5 separate regions of the Mus musculus genome follow, and regions 2, 3, 4 and 5 are each linked to region 1. Evidence: chromatin contacts called from public ChIA-PET and promoter capture Hi-C data. All regions are on one chromosome and are shown on one strand. Each heading gives the region's core, a stretch centred on a gene start, on an enhancer-like site or on the middle of the called end of the contact. The rest is flanking DNA. Distances are from core to core; before and after follow the strand shown.

The links. Promoter capture Hi-C pulls out the DNA fragments that hold promoters and counts their contacts. ChIA-PET counts read pairs in DNA pulled down with a chosen protein or histone mark. Capture Hi-C pulls out chosen DNA fragments and counts their contacts.
Region 2: a contact with region 1 is called in a promoter capture Hi-C map of liver, with 2.1 times the contacts expected there. The contact joins the promoter of Cnpy3 here to the promoter of Zfp318 in region 1. A contact is called at or near these places in 1 of 39 promoter capture datasets (the HPC-7 cell line), 2 of 484 Hi-C or Micro-C datasets (B cells and embryonic stem cells), 1 of 115 datasets of contacts at active chromatin or transcription factors (astrocytes) and 2 of 9 other capture datasets (adipose tissue and liver).
Region 3: an RNA polymerase II ChIA-PET map of memory CD8 T cells shows a contact between it and region 1, with 11 read pairs. The contact joins the promoter of 2310039H08Rik here to the promoter of Zfp318 in region 1. A contact is called at or near these places in 1 of 39 promoter capture datasets (the HPC-7 cell line), 1 of 484 Hi-C or Micro-C datasets (CD4 T cells), 2 of 115 datasets of contacts at active chromatin or transcription factors (effector CD8 T cells and memory CD8 T cells) and 2 of 9 other capture datasets (adipose tissue and liver).
Region 4: a contact with region 1 is called in a promoter capture Hi-C map of the HPC-7 cell line. The contact joins the promoter of Pex6 here to the promoter of Zfp318 in region 1. A contact is called at or near these places in 4 of 39 promoter capture datasets (the HPC-7 cell line, cranial neural crest and liver), 3 of 115 datasets of contacts at active chromatin or transcription factors (astrocytes, bone marrow-derived macrophages and pancreatic cancer cells) and 1 of 9 other capture datasets (pancreatic islet).
Region 5: a contact with region 1 is called in a promoter capture Hi-C map of adipose tissue. The contact joins the promoter of Gnmt here to the promoter of Zfp318 in region 1. A contact is called at or near these places in 2 of 39 promoter capture datasets (the HPC-7 cell line and cranial neural crest), 2 of 115 datasets of contacts at active chromatin or transcription factors (astrocytes and pancreatic cancer cells) and 2 of 9 other capture datasets (adipose tissue and liver).

What each region holds. Positions count from the first base shown.
Region 1 is chr17:46,382,395-46,385,094 of GRCm38.p6, reverse strand. Zfp318 (zinc finger protein 318) reads right to left here and starts at 1,329. Exons shown (of 10, transcript NM_207671.4): 1 at 765-1,329. The coding sequence starts at 1,256.
Region 2 is chr17:46,750,817-46,753,516 of GRCm38.p6, reverse strand. Cnpy3 (canopy FGF signaling regulator 3) reads left to right here and starts at 1,303. Exons shown (of 6, transcript NM_028065.4): 1 at 1,303-1,544. The coding sequence starts at 1,394.
Region 3 is chr17:46,771,193-46,773,892 of GRCm38.p6, reverse strand. It overlaps 2310039H08Rik (RIKEN cDNA 2310039H08 gene), which reads right to left and starts at 1,258. Exons shown (of 1, transcript NM_025966.3): 1 at 486-1,258. The coding sequence starts at 1,080. The coding sequence ends at 736.
Region 4 is chr17:46,710,101-46,712,800 of GRCm38.p6, reverse strand. Pex6 (peroxisomal biogenesis factor 6) reads right to left here and starts at 1,325. Exons shown (of 17, transcript NM_145488.2): 1 at 417-1,325. The coding sequence starts at 1,301.
Region 5 is chr17:46,727,825-46,730,524 of GRCm38.p6, reverse strand. Gnmt (glycine N-methyltransferase) reads left to right here and starts at 1,360. Exons shown (of 6, transcript NM_010321.1): 1 at 1,360-1,579. The coding sequence starts at 1,374.

The DNA.
Region 1 (2,700 bases), core at 80-2,579:
AGATTCCAAATCGGGTTTTACAGTTTTGTAAGCCCTACTGAGTACTACTCAGCTACACCCACCACAACCATAAATTAATCCCACATTTTGTCCCTCCAGCAGCAGCACATTTTAACATGTAAAATCGCAGGCTGTGAGAATCCAACATGTGAGCTGAACCACAGCTCCATCACTTGTGTGTCACCTTGATCAAGCTACTTAAACCTCTCTGAGCTGGTTCCTTGGCTGTGATAACACCTATTGCTATTGCTTTACCTCAAGGGACCGTGAGCCCTAAAAGATTGCTGGTAGCTGCTCTTGTGTCTCTAGCTGATGGCAGCAATCACAATGATTGATTATGCACACCTCTCGTCGGAATAACAGCTATAACTGAGACTCCATGACAGCTAAAGCATCCAGTCTGCTTTGGTTCAAGCTTTCCTCACTGGCCACCAGGCATTTCAGATGTTCTGCTAAACTCGGGCCTTAAAGCAACGAATTTGATCAAACCCAAAGGGAAACGCCAAAGCGCCAGTCAGTATGGATGAAATGCCCCTCGCCTTGGAGAACTTTTCCACATAGCAAGAGCGAAAGCCTCTTCCCCCTAGAAACCGGGCGTCCTGTTCTGTTCCAACACGGGTGACCGAACGGGTCCCGGGTCCGTTATTGTGTAAAGGAGGCACCCAGGACTGTCAGGGAGCGGGGAAGACTCGGACATTCGGACTCTGGCCTGAGGGCCCGGGGGCTGGGGACATGGGGGCAACATGGGCGAAGGGTGGGATTACCCGACTGCCGCCGCCGCCGCCTGGATGGTCTCCGCGGCCGTCCCGGGCGAAGTCGGCGCGGGACTCGCCTCGAATGCTGCCTCGGAAGCCACCCAGGCCAGGTGGGTAGTGTCGCCGGCTCCGCGGTGGCGACGGGGAGCCGCGACGGGCGCGCGGCGGGGACGGGGAGCCACGACGACCCCGCGGAGGGGATGGCGAGGCCCGGCGGCCGCGGGTCGGAGACGGTGAGGCCCGGCGGCCGCGGGGCGGGGACGGGGAGCCGCGACGACCCCGAGGCGGGGACGGCGAGGCCCAGCGGCCGCGGTGGCCTGAGGGCGAGCGGTGGCGGCGGGCGGGGAGCCGCAGCGAGGAGCAAGAGGGCGGCGGCGGCGACGAGGGGCGGCGTGTGGGGCCTGAGGAGGCGCCCACGGGACGGCCCGGCGGAGGGCCGCTCGCGCTGCCGTCTTTCGACCGGTGCGAAGAGACGGAGGAGCGGGAGCCACTGCGGTACATGGCTACCGGGAGCGCCGCGGACGCCGCTCGGGAGCGTGCCGCCACAGCCGCAGGCACCGCCGCCGCGGACACCGCAGCGCGCCGCCCTCGCGGACGGAGCGGCCCCCTCCCCGCGGCCCCGCCCCACCGGCCAGCGGTTGGAGGGCGCGGGTACGCGCCGACACGCCACACCCCCTCGTCCTCCCAGGCTCTCCCGCGGCTGGACGCGGAGAGCGGCCTCAGGAGCCGGGAGCCGTGGGGCGGAGCGCTGAGCCTGCGCGAGCACCAGGGGCGCGCGCCCTGAAGTGCGCAGGCCCCGCCTTTCGGCCCCGCGCAAAATGGCGACCGGCGAGCCGCCCACCCCCTACTCCCCCGGAGACCACGTGATGCAGAGAGACCACCCCTCTCCTCCTCCCGGCGCGGTGGGCGGGGCCGGAGAGCCCGGTGAGTGGGCGGGGCCAGGTTGTAGCGGAGGCCTCAGTAGCTTGGTTCCCAGGCTCCTGGAGCGTGCGTGCCCATAGCAATCCACCTGCTTTACAGAAATGATTATATATAGTGAGAAAGCAAACGACCCCCTACACTCACACCTAAACCCTGTCAGAAGCTACGAACCTCAACGAGTGTCCATCCCTTTTCCCCCAGAGGAAGCTTGACGTAGTCGGGTAACTTTCCAGTCCAATAACTTATAGAGGTTTAAATCGAGAAATGAGAAAGTACAGAAAAGTGAAAGTCAAACACAACAGACATCAGTAAAATTTCCAGATGTTCTAGCCAAGCATTACAGTAAAATGGTGGTGAAGGCCACTGTCGGAGCAACCCATACCGTGACAGGCCTGGCAAGTGTTTTGAGATATCAGTGGTGCAGAAACACATGGAGGCAAAAACTCATACACAGAAAATAGAAATAAATGTTTAAAAAGAAAAAGACAAGACCCTAAGGGTCAGTCAAAACATAGGAAAATAGGGCCTGGGTAGAGATGGCTCCGGAGGTCTTTTTTCTAGCACCTTCGTGGTAGTTCACAACCATTTGGGGCTCCAGTTTCAGAGGATCTCACACCATGAAAAAACCAAAAGTGAGGAAATATGTTGAACCTAGACAATAGCTTCATATTTTTCACCAGCTAAACATAAATCTTGAATTTGTGTAAAAATCACATTTCTGAGCCAGGCATTGGTGGCACAAACTTTTTAATCCTAGTACTCAGAGGCAGAATCAGGCAAATCTCAGAGTTCAAGGTCAACCTGGTCTACAGAGAGAATTCCAGGGCAGCCAGGGCTATACTGAGAAACCCTGTCTCGAAAAACAAAAAACAAAAACAAACAAACAAACAAAAAACACCAAAAAACAAGAATCAGATTTCTGAAAAGAAAAAAATATGACTTTGTTAATTTGTTTTTAAATTATGTTTAAAATATAAGCCGATTTGCTTATTTATAAATGTCATAAGCTTCCTATTTCAGAATA
Region 2 (2,700 bases), core at 54-2,553, 370 kb before region 1:
CATACAAAAAATGCTGGGATGTTTATCCATCTGTCCCACATACTTCAAGGTGGTTTTGTTTTGTTTTGTAGATATGGCCTCAAGTAGCTCAGGCTATATCTCCCTCCCCCTCACTATATAGCCAATGACAGGTTTATGCCAGCCTGGAGATGGATCACCAGGGATTTGCACATGGTAGTCAAGTGCTAGGCAAAGATCTCCCAGTGAGCAACATCCCTAAAACTAGGGATTTCTTTTTTAATTCCATTAATTCATGAATTATTGATTTGAGCTTCCCAACAGGCAAACCTCGAGATGTAGGAGGATCACTCTTTGTTTGTTTTTCGAGACAGAGTTTCTCTGTGCAGCCCTGGCTGTCCTGGAACTCACTTTGTAGACCAGGCTGGCCTCGAACTCAGAAATCTGCCTGCCTCTGCCTCCCGAGTGCTGGGATTAAAGTCGTGTGACCATGCCCGGCTAAGAGGATCACTCTTATCTGTTTATTAATCTAGTTTTCATAAGGAGAAACGCAATTACTGGATATCTGGGCTGTTGTGAGGCCCTAAGTATCTATTCGAGTGAGTGGCTGCAATAATAAGCCTTAAAAGCCGGTGTCTAGTGAGTGCTTGCAACTTTATAAAGAAAGCCATGGTTAGGGTTGATGAGTTAGGTTAGTGACTAAAGAGGGCCACCATTAAGCCTTAAGGATCCAAGTTTGAGGTCCAGAACCAACATGGTGGAAGGAGGCAACTGATTCCAGTCGTCTTCCAACCCAAAATAAATATATAAAGACTTTTTTATTAACACCTTAATGGGGGTGGGGGTGCGGGGAGAGGACCACGAGGCCCGGTGTGGAGGTGCACTTAGAGGCAGCTGGATTTCTGAATTCGAGGCCGGCCTGGTCCACGCAGTAAATTCCAGGACAGCCAAGGATACAAAGAAACCCTGTCTCGAAGAACAAAAGACAGAAAACAAGAAACAAAACCATGAAAGATAGTCCGTTATCCAGGGCTAGAATGCCCAAGGCTGGTTCATCCAAGGTATGATGAAGGTTCACCCGCTAGGAACTGATGCTCCAGCTACTGAGCCTCCTTTAGCTGGCAGTGATATCGCTATAGGGCGCCAAAGCCACCATCCGCTCTCTGATTGGCTGAGATGGGAAAAAAAAAAGATAGTTCCTCTCATTGGCTATAAAGCAGACGCCGAGCGAACCCATTGGTTGCGTCGCCCGCGGGCCTTGGTCGGTTTCGCAAGCCGCTAGAGGCTACCGGGCGTGGGGCGGGCCGGAGCTCGCCGTTGCCGTGGTTACCCAGAGGCACGTGCGCAGTCCCGGAAGCGGCCGGGGGAAGCTGCTCCGCGCGCGCTGCCGGAGGAAGCGCCGCCGGGTCCGCTCTGCTCTGGGTCCGGCTGGGCCATGGAGTCCATGTCTGAGCTCGCGCCCCGCTGCCTCTTATTTCCTTTGCTGCTGCTGCTTCCGCTGCTGCTCCTTCCTGCCCCGAAGCTAGGCCCGAGTCCCGCCGGGGCTGAGGAGACCGACTGGGTGCGATTGCCCAGCAAATGCGAAGGTGAGGGGGCGGGGCCGCGGGGCGTAGCCAAGCCCGAGGGGCGGGAGGGGGCGGGGCCTGTGGGAAGGGTCTGGGCCTGGCAGGACCTGGGCTGGGGTCTCCTTGGCCCTGCTGTGTGCTTTGCGGCAATGCTGGGTGCTGTGACTCTCGGATAACCTGGAGATCCCTGCTTTTGGGCGAATCCGGGGGTAGTTGCTCATCAAGACTAGAGGTGGGGGTGGAGGGAAGGCTTCATACAGGAAGCCTGCTGCGAAATGAAGAGTTGGCCAGGGAAAGCATGGCGTGCAGAGGAACTCACTCCGCAGAAACCACAGAAACAGAGGCAGATGAGGAGGCCCTGCCGGCCTAGAAGCCAGAGGGCGAATTTGAGGAACTGAAAAGGTCCATATGACGTAGAAAAGGGAACCTGAAAATTTTCCCGTGGTGCTTTCACTACAACCTAATTTGTGTATGGTTTTGGCTTCTTGAGAACAGGTACTGAGTTGCAAATATTTATTGGCAGACCAAAAAAAAAAAGGGGGGGGGCTTTACATAGGATTATATGGAGGGGCGGTGAGTGTATGTGGAGAGAAGAGACTCACACTCAAAGGATCAAGAGGTCACTTTTTTGAAAGCATCGAGCGCAGAGGAGACTGAAGTGAAGGAGGTAGATTTTAAAAATCGAAGGACAAGGAACTGAGACCTCTCTTTTGCCCTGCTCATCATTGCTCAGTTTCCTCTCAGACCTTTGCAGCCATCGACCTTCTTTCTAAGTCCTCGAAGGCCCCCCTCCCCCGAGTATTCTGGATATCCATTTTATGCACCAAGCAGATGTACACAGGCCAGATGTTCCCTAAGCACTGGATGCTGGGCTGGTGGTTTGGGACACATTAATCCTCCCATTTGAGCTGTTAAATGTGTGGCGAATGGGGGCAGGGGACTCGGCTCAGTGGGTAGAGTGATTGCCAGAGGATCTGAGTTCAGATCCCCAAGACAGATATAAAAAGCCAGACGCTGCAATGTTTGTGCACCCCTGATCCCCGCACCTCCGCACCTAAAGAGATGCACAGGAGACCAGCCAGTCCAACCAAATGATCACGCTCCAGGTTCAAGTGAGAAACCTTGTCTGAAAAACAAAAGATGAAGAACAGTATCAGAAAGGAACTCTGGCCTCCAT
Region 3 (2,700 bases), core at 9-2,508, 390 kb before region 1:
GCCCAGTCCCCTGGGCATCTGGCACCGTTTCACAAGTCCTGCGGGGAGGAAAGAATGCTCCCTCAGAAACCCAGGGCTTAATTCCCAACTACTAGTTTCAGCCTTGGAGATGAATCTGGGTAAGGCACCTGCTGCCAAGCCAGAGCTTAACCGGGGGGGGGGGGGGGGGGGGGGGGGTCTGGTGCATGGTGGGAGGAGAAAGCCAACTCCTATGGGGGTACCAACTACCAAACTGCCTCTGCTCGCACTACCTTAGTTGCTCCCAAGAGTCAGGGTTTTTTAAGATTTAGTTATGTGGCCAAGCACACTGACAACAGAAGAGGGCGTCAGATCCCATTAAAATGTGAGTCACCATGTTTGCTGGAAATTGAACCTTGATCCTCTGGAAGAGCACCGAGCCCTCTCTCCAGTCCCCCAACTCCAAGAACCAGGGTTTCTATGTATCACTCTGGGAAGGAACCTTTTCATCAAACCCAAACGACTGCCAAGTTAGAAATGCCTTTTGGATATCGGTTTATCGGTATCATCAGAACAAGCGGGTCCAGGAGGTTGTGCTGTCCTACAGTGACAAGGGAAACTTATTTCCGTTACACAAATGGACTAGGACACAGTATGAAGTTGAAATTTGGCATCCAAAAACAAAATTACTAGGCAACATTGAGTCCCACAGGTGGCAAGTGTCCAGACTCAAGTTTGTGTAGGACCCAGTCATGCCCTCGGGAAACACCTCGAGCATCAGGAAACCCTTGGGCCTCCGTCGAGTTGGGCGGCTGGACTGCCCCGGGATCGCTCCTCGATGGTCGGAGGCTGCGTCCTCGTGTCTAGGGCGATGGTGCAGGGTGAGGCGGCCGAGCCCGCATCTTCCCAGGGCTTGGGCCTCCGAGGGAGCAGAGACGCGGTGGGTTCACCGTGGGTCGCAGTGATGTGGCGTTTCTCCAGGCCCGGGACCTCCTGGCCCTTCTGTACCAGGTGCAGGAGCTCCGCCAGGGTCACCGAGGCAGGAGCTGGCTCGGCAGACGCCAGTGCACCGCTCGGACTGGAGACACCGCCACGCTGGTCCATGTCCTGCCACCAGCTCATCCCCCGGATCCGGCTGTAAGCACTTCCGGGTGGAGTGGGAGCAACCACTTCGTGAAAAGTAGAGGGGAGCTTAGTAACTTAGCCCAGGGTAGACCTTCCAAGACCCGGGCTATTTGTGCAGAAGCTGCAGCCTGGGTTAACCTCCAGCTCTCATTCCACAACATGAGATGTGCTGCGGTGGGTGAGGAGCGGGCGGGGTGGGGTGGGGGAACGAGCCAAAAAGTGAAGTTTTTGCACCCAGTGAGACAAGTGTGAGGAGGCGTGGCTGTACAAAAGCACTTCCCTTTGGCACGTGTAGATGCGGACGCAGGCTGCGCGCTCAGGGCCGGGAGGGTCGTCTTGGTAGTTTGAGTCTCGCGCTACAGTCCAGAGCGTGATTCTGTATGCTTTTCCAAGCAAGCAAGCAAGCGCTCGTCACATTTGTTAATTGTGGTACTAAGGATCAAATCCCTGGTTTTTGTTGTTGTTGTTTGGGTTTGGGTTATGTGTTGTTTGGGATTTGTAGTCAATTTTGGTTTGAGCCAAGGATTCGTCATCTCCCAATGTCTGCTGCGCTACACCTCCCAATGCTGTTCAGATTTCTGTATCAAAGCTATCCTGACAGGATGCAGTGGCTCATGCTTGTAACACCATATGCTCGGGCCATAGAGCCAGCCGAGTTACACACTGAAACATGTAAGTATATAATAAACAGCTTGATCTGGCACAGATCAAGAAATCAGTAAGTAAAGCATACTTTGCATAATGTTAAAAGCACACAGCATGTTTACCCTTCACCGGAAACAACCCCATGAAACCCAAAAAGTGGGTAAGATGGCTCAGCAGGTAGGGCTATTGAATTTTTATCCCCGTTCTCATGTTTTCAAGGTCTCCTGTAGCCAAAGCTGACCTTGAACTTGAACTCACAATATAGTCTGTGTGTGTGTGCGTGCGCGCGCGTATGCACGCGTCTGACTTCGGATCCTTGCCTTCGAAGGGCAGAAGTAGGCAGACCGCCGCATCCAGCTGGCATTTATCTGGGTTTGTGGGCATTCAAATTCTGACCCTCACACCTGCACGGCAGGCACTAACTGCTGACCATTCCCAACCGCGGCTTTGAACTCCTGGCCCTCCACCTCCGCAGTGCTGGGATTACAGGGGTCCATGTCCAGTATGTGCTGGGAATTGAATTGTATTGTATGGTGCCGGGAATGGAGCACAGGAGTTTATATGTATTAGCCAAGCACTCTACTAACTGAGAGCTCTGTCTGCAGCCCCTCTGGCACACTTTTCCTCATGTAATGCTGAACCTCTTAGGGCTTCCTTTCCTTTCCTTTCCTTTCCTTTCCTTTCCTTTCCTTTCCTTTCCTTTCCTTTCCTTTTCTGTTTTGTTTTTCAAGACAGGGTTTCTCTGTGTAGCCCTGGCTGTCCTGGAACTCACTCTGTAGACCAGGCTGGCCTCGAACTCAGAAATCCACCTGCCTCTGCCTCCCAAGTGCTGGAATTAAAGGCGGGTGCCACTACTGCCCGGGCCCCCCTTTAATTTTATTATGTGCATCTATGTCTGTGTACTACATGCATGCAGTACTGCTAAAGGCCAGAAGAGAGCAACTGAACCCTTAGTTCTGCTATCATGTCGGT
Region 4 (2,700 bases), core at 76-2,575, 330 kb before region 1:
CCCTAACAAGGCTCAAAAGGCTACAAGAGGAAGAAATGATGTTAAGGTTGTGGTTATAAAATCATGAAAGGATTTATGCGAGTGTCACGTTTAGGTCGGAAATGACAGTTGCTTTATCAGATAAAGTTAGAACAAGAAGTCAGTCAAGGAAAAAGCAAGAGGTACCAGGATAGCATTCTAACGTAGCAACGCAGTTACAGACTAGGGGTACGCAGAGCTGGTACTTGGCAGGGAACCTCATGTTTCACCTGAACACGTGAAAGACAGTTTGATAAGAGAAAATGAGTATACAAGACTAAGAGACCTTAAGTGAAAGGTCTAATTGTAAGGCACAGGGGACCTGAATTCTACAGATTTAGCCTTCCAACTCAGTAAAGACAGGGAAGAGAGCAAAAGTTAAAGGAAGCATTCCTGACCTGAATTCTGAGCTCTCCCACTTCCAGGGGGTCACAGCCGAGATTAAAAGCCAGAGTGGCGGGCAGAAACACCAGTCCGTCAGCGAGTGGCTCTCCCGGCTGCTGCCCGGAGTTGGGTCCCAGTCTCTCAGACAGCTCCCAGCGCGGTTCTAGAACCTGGACTTGAGCCAAGCGCGGCTGCGAGGAGTTGGGTAACTCTGCGACCTGGGCCACCCAGACCCATTCGCCCTGGAAGAGTCCGAGACTCCGGAGACAGCTCCGGCTCACACCCAGCGCATCTCCAGTCCCTCCCAGAACCCCTCGGAGTCGCCGGACCGAGTGGGAAGCTGCAAAGGACGACACTACGGGCGGGGGCGGGGGATGGCTGTGATCCCGACTCTCCTGGCCCAGTTTGGCCCGCCCGCGGAGCTCAGTCACGGCCAGCCGTGTCCCCGGGCCCAGCAACCCCTGCAGGGCCGGTCGCGTCTCCAACACTCGCGATCCGGGCACGGGGAGGGTCTCCCCGCGGCGCACCAACAGCGGCCCGACTCGAGGCCCTAGCCCGGGTCCCGGAGCCGTGGCAAGCAACGCCCAGCCCAGGGCCGGGGGACGCCGCACAAGCCGCGCTCGTACTCGCGCCCCGGGCCCCAGCGCTAGGACCCGCAGCAGCGCGCGGCTCACCAGCAGCGGCGGAGGCCCCGGCCCGCGCTGCTCGCCCTGGGCGCCGGACCCTTCCACGGCCGCCACGAGCAGCGCGGGCTTCGCGGGACTCTCGCTCGCCGGCCGCAGTGCCAGCACCAGCCCCAGCCCCGTCGCTGGCCACGGGCCCCCGGGAGGCAACAGCACCGCCAACGGTGGTGTCTCCGTCGGGAAGGGGTCCAGGACGCGCAGGACAGCCAACGCCATGGCGAAGGAGAAGGAAACCACTCCACTTCCGGAAATAGGGGGCGGAAAAAGTCCGGGGCAAGAGAGGCGTTTCCGCTTCCGGTAGGAAAGTGGGCGGGGTGCCGATGGCCAAGTCGGCCCCTGAGAAGATGCACAGGGGTGGGGGGGAGCCTGGCTTGACGACCGCCTCCGTTGTTGTCGACGCACGCGCCCTTTGAAACTCAGTGGAGGAGCATTTTTACAATTCTGTAGGGCAAGTAGCGTCCTCTCGACCTTCATGCCCCATAACTTGAACTCAGTATTTAACTGACCAAGAGTAATCGGTGTGGGCCAGGCGGTGGTGGCGCACGCCTTTAATCCCAGCACTTGGGAGGCAGAGGCAGGTGGATTTCTGAGTTTAAGGCCAGCCTGTCTACAGAGTGAGTTCCAGGACAGCCAGTACTACACAGAGAAACCCTGTCTCGAAAAACAAAACAAAACAAACAAACAAAAAAGAATAATTGGTGTGAAAAGAAGGATGGGGTTTGGGGAGATGGCTTAGTGGTTAAGAGCACCGACTGCTCTTCCAAAGGTTCTGAGTTCAAATCCTAGGAACCACATAGCGGCTCACAACCATCCGTAATGAGATCTGATGCCCTCTTCTGGGGTGTCTGAAGACAGCTACAGTGTACGGACTTACATAAAATAAATAAATCTTTAAAAACAAAGAAAAGTGGAAAAAGTCCATTTTCCTGAGGATGTCTTAGTTTGTCCTGCTCAGCTGTAGGCACAGCGTCTTGAGGGTTACCGGGAACGTTGTAAGGGGGATGGTGGGATAAAACTGCCCCAGCCATGCTTATGCCAATCTATTTATGCAGCGGCTGCTGGCTGAATTAATGCATGGGATTCATGTAGCCCTGTTGCTTGGTGTTGCCACACTTCTCCCAACACACCCTCCTTAAAGCTCATGTTCCAGTGCCTTGGGTCCTTCACGTTCTCTGTCCTACTCCGATCTAACTTGAAGCTTGAACAGTTTACCTAATTCTAGGAGAGCTATAGGAGAGAAGGCGACAGAGAAGGAAAGGGTTGAAGGCTTCTGTGATGGGAACTGAGCCAATAGCCTTAGTTACTTAGATTTCGTCTTTGTCTTTACTCTTTCTTTTTTATGATTTATTTATTTAAAATTTGTACGTGCACTGCTGTTTTGTCTGTACGTATGTCTATGTGAGGGTGTCAGATCCCCTGGAACTGGAGTTATAGACACTTGTGAGTGACAGGTGGGTACTGGGAATAAAACCTGGGCCTGCTGGTAGAGCAGTTAGTGCTCTTAACAGCTGAGCCATCTCTCCAACTGCCCCCCTCCAGAAGTCTCCTTTGTAATTAACAGATACAGGTTTTTGTGAAATACATTTAATCAATATATTGGATTGTGGCTATTCCC
Region 5 (2,700 bases), core at 111-2,610, 350 kb before region 1:
GGGCTGGAGAGATAGGTCAGCCATTAAAAGCCCTATCTGCAGCTAGGGTCGTAGCGCACGCTTTTAGCCCTAGCCCTTGGGAGGCAGAGGCAGTCGGATCTCTGAGTTCGAGGCCAGCCTGGTTTACAGAGTGAATTCTAGGACAGCCAGAGAAACCCTTTCTCACAAAAACCAAACCAAACCAAACAAACCACTTGGTCCTCTGTGGGGTTCAGTGTCCTCAGCACCACCGAGTGGCTCCCCACTGTCTACAACTGCAGGTTCAGGGTATCTGAAGCTCTCGATTCTGGGCTCCACGGGCGTCAGACACATACTGACATCTATGAAGTCAAAACAGCCATACCTACTATAAGAAGGTTAAGTCACACAACTGTGGGCCTCCTTCCATCTCCAGGGTTCACCCTGCATTGGGAAGGCGAAGGGAGGGCGGGCGGGCGGGCGGGCGGGATGCTCCCTGTCTTCTCTCTTCTTTCCACGTAACGAGTGTTCACAGAGTTGGAAGTGTGTGGGCAGGCAGGGCAGGCGGGGCAGGCTTCTCGTCGCTCACACGCATCTTCCAGAGCCGACTTTAGCCCGGCTGGGATCTTGTCCTTGGTGGGGTAAAAAGGGTGAGCGGGTAACACGAAACGGACCCTCAGGTTATACAGTGACGCTAGCCCGAGCGGGCGCCATGAGCACCTTCCCTGCCGACCCCCAACTTTCCTCTCTGAAGGTGCTCCCATGGAAAGCAGATGGAAGGCTTGCTATGTCTCCCACATTGTTCACTAATTCATTGAGCACTAATAATCCTCCTGTCTCACCTTACTACACCCAGCCTTTAAGAGATTGCAGAGTATAAAGCCCATGGATTGGAAGGCCCAGGCTACCTTAGGAGGCTCCTGGCTGGTATGGGGGAGGGGAAGAGAGACACGCCTATCTCCAGGTGTACTCTTGTACTTGGATGGGCATCTTTCTCAAAGACTGTTCATAATGTCCCGACACAGTGGCTCTCTTTAGCGGAGTGTTCCCTCCACTAAATGATAAGCAGTGTTGTGTAGACACTGTGCTGGGCTGGGCATGTAATAATTCTGTTTTGGGTGGATTTCAGGCTTCTTCCCCTTCCTCCTTGGGTAGGGGTGGAGTGATCTCTCATTGCTTTACTTTGTGAGTTCCTCCCGGCCACCCTGGCGAGTCCTATCTGACCTGTCTTACTAAGCCAGGTCCAGGATTGCTGTGCTGAGCCATCCTCAAGGCAGAGGCAGCAAGCCTGGCTCTGGGCCCAGGGCCCAGCAGGGGCGTGTCCCTGCTCTCACCTGCCATTGGCCAGGTGGGACTGCCTTGCCAGAGGATTATAAGTGCGGATCGCGTGGCCTGAGAGCCAGGCGCCGGTCAGGATGGTGGACAGCGTGTACCGTACCCGCTCCCTGGGGGTGGCGGCCGAAGGGCTCCCGGACCAGTATGCAGATGGGGAGGCCGCACGTGTGTGGCAGCTGTACATCGGGGACACCCGCAGCCGTACCGCAGAGTACAAGGCGTGGTTGCTTGGGCTGTTGCGCCAGCACGGGTGCCACAGGGTGCTGGACGTAGCCTGTGGCACAGGGTGAGTCCAAACGGGCCGGCCTGCTTAGGCCAGTCTGGGCAGCCTCTGCGGGCTGGAGCCTGGCAGGCAGTACTAGGGGGTCAAGAGCCCTTGCTCATCAGGGTAGTATGGGCATGGGAGAGCATCTGCCGAAACAGTGCGGGAAGGGGCCAGGGTGTGCGCAGAGAAGGATTCATGGGACAGAGCAAAATCCGAGCTTTGGGTCAAGGTGGATCCTTGGCTCCGGCGCTGTTCCTCCTGCGATTGGCCTCTGGCAGTGTGAACAGAACATTTGTAGCACGTTTGCACAGCCAAGTGCTGTGCCAGGAGTTTGGGTACGTGTGTTGCAAGCTGTAACAAAACCCCACGAGGTGAGCAGCGCTTTTCTCCAACCAGTAGTACTAAAGAAAAAGTCATTTCCAAGAGGTAAAAGGCCCCCATTTGGTGGAGAGGATACAGACCAGGATAGTGTCTGGCCCACACTCCCGACTCAGCCCAGAACTCACGGACACCTCTGACTGAGATATTTCCAGGAGCACCAGTATGCCAGGTTCTCAAGTGCACTTTTGTAGAATGCCTGACTATGATTTAAAAACAAAAACAACAACAAAAAGCCATTGAGCCGGTGAGATGGTCCGACTACTAAGAGCCCCTTAGGCTCTGGCAGAAGACAGGCTCTCAGTGCCTAGCATCTGCATCAGGTGGCTCATAATCGCCTGGAATTCCGTTCCAGGGGGAGGTTAGCGCTCCCTTCTGGCCGTGGAGGGCACTGTACTCACATGTACTACACATACAGACATAATTAAAAATAAAAAAAAATGTGTTGATGTCAGGAGTAGTGGCACATATATTTAATCCCAGCACTCAGGGAGTCCTAAATAGGTGGCTCTCTGTGAGTTCCAGGCCCTGCAGGGCTACATTAGGAGACCCTGTTTCTAATAAGAGGCAGCTGGGGAGATGGCACATGTTCTTACAGAGGACCCAAATTTGGTGCCCAGCACCCTCTCTGGGGTCTGCAGACACAAGGTATGCACATGATGCACATATTCAGGCACGACACATGAAATTAAATTTTGAAAAAAAATTTTTTTGAAACAGAGTCTCTCTTTGTAGCCCCAGCTGTCTTGGAACTCACTGTTTAA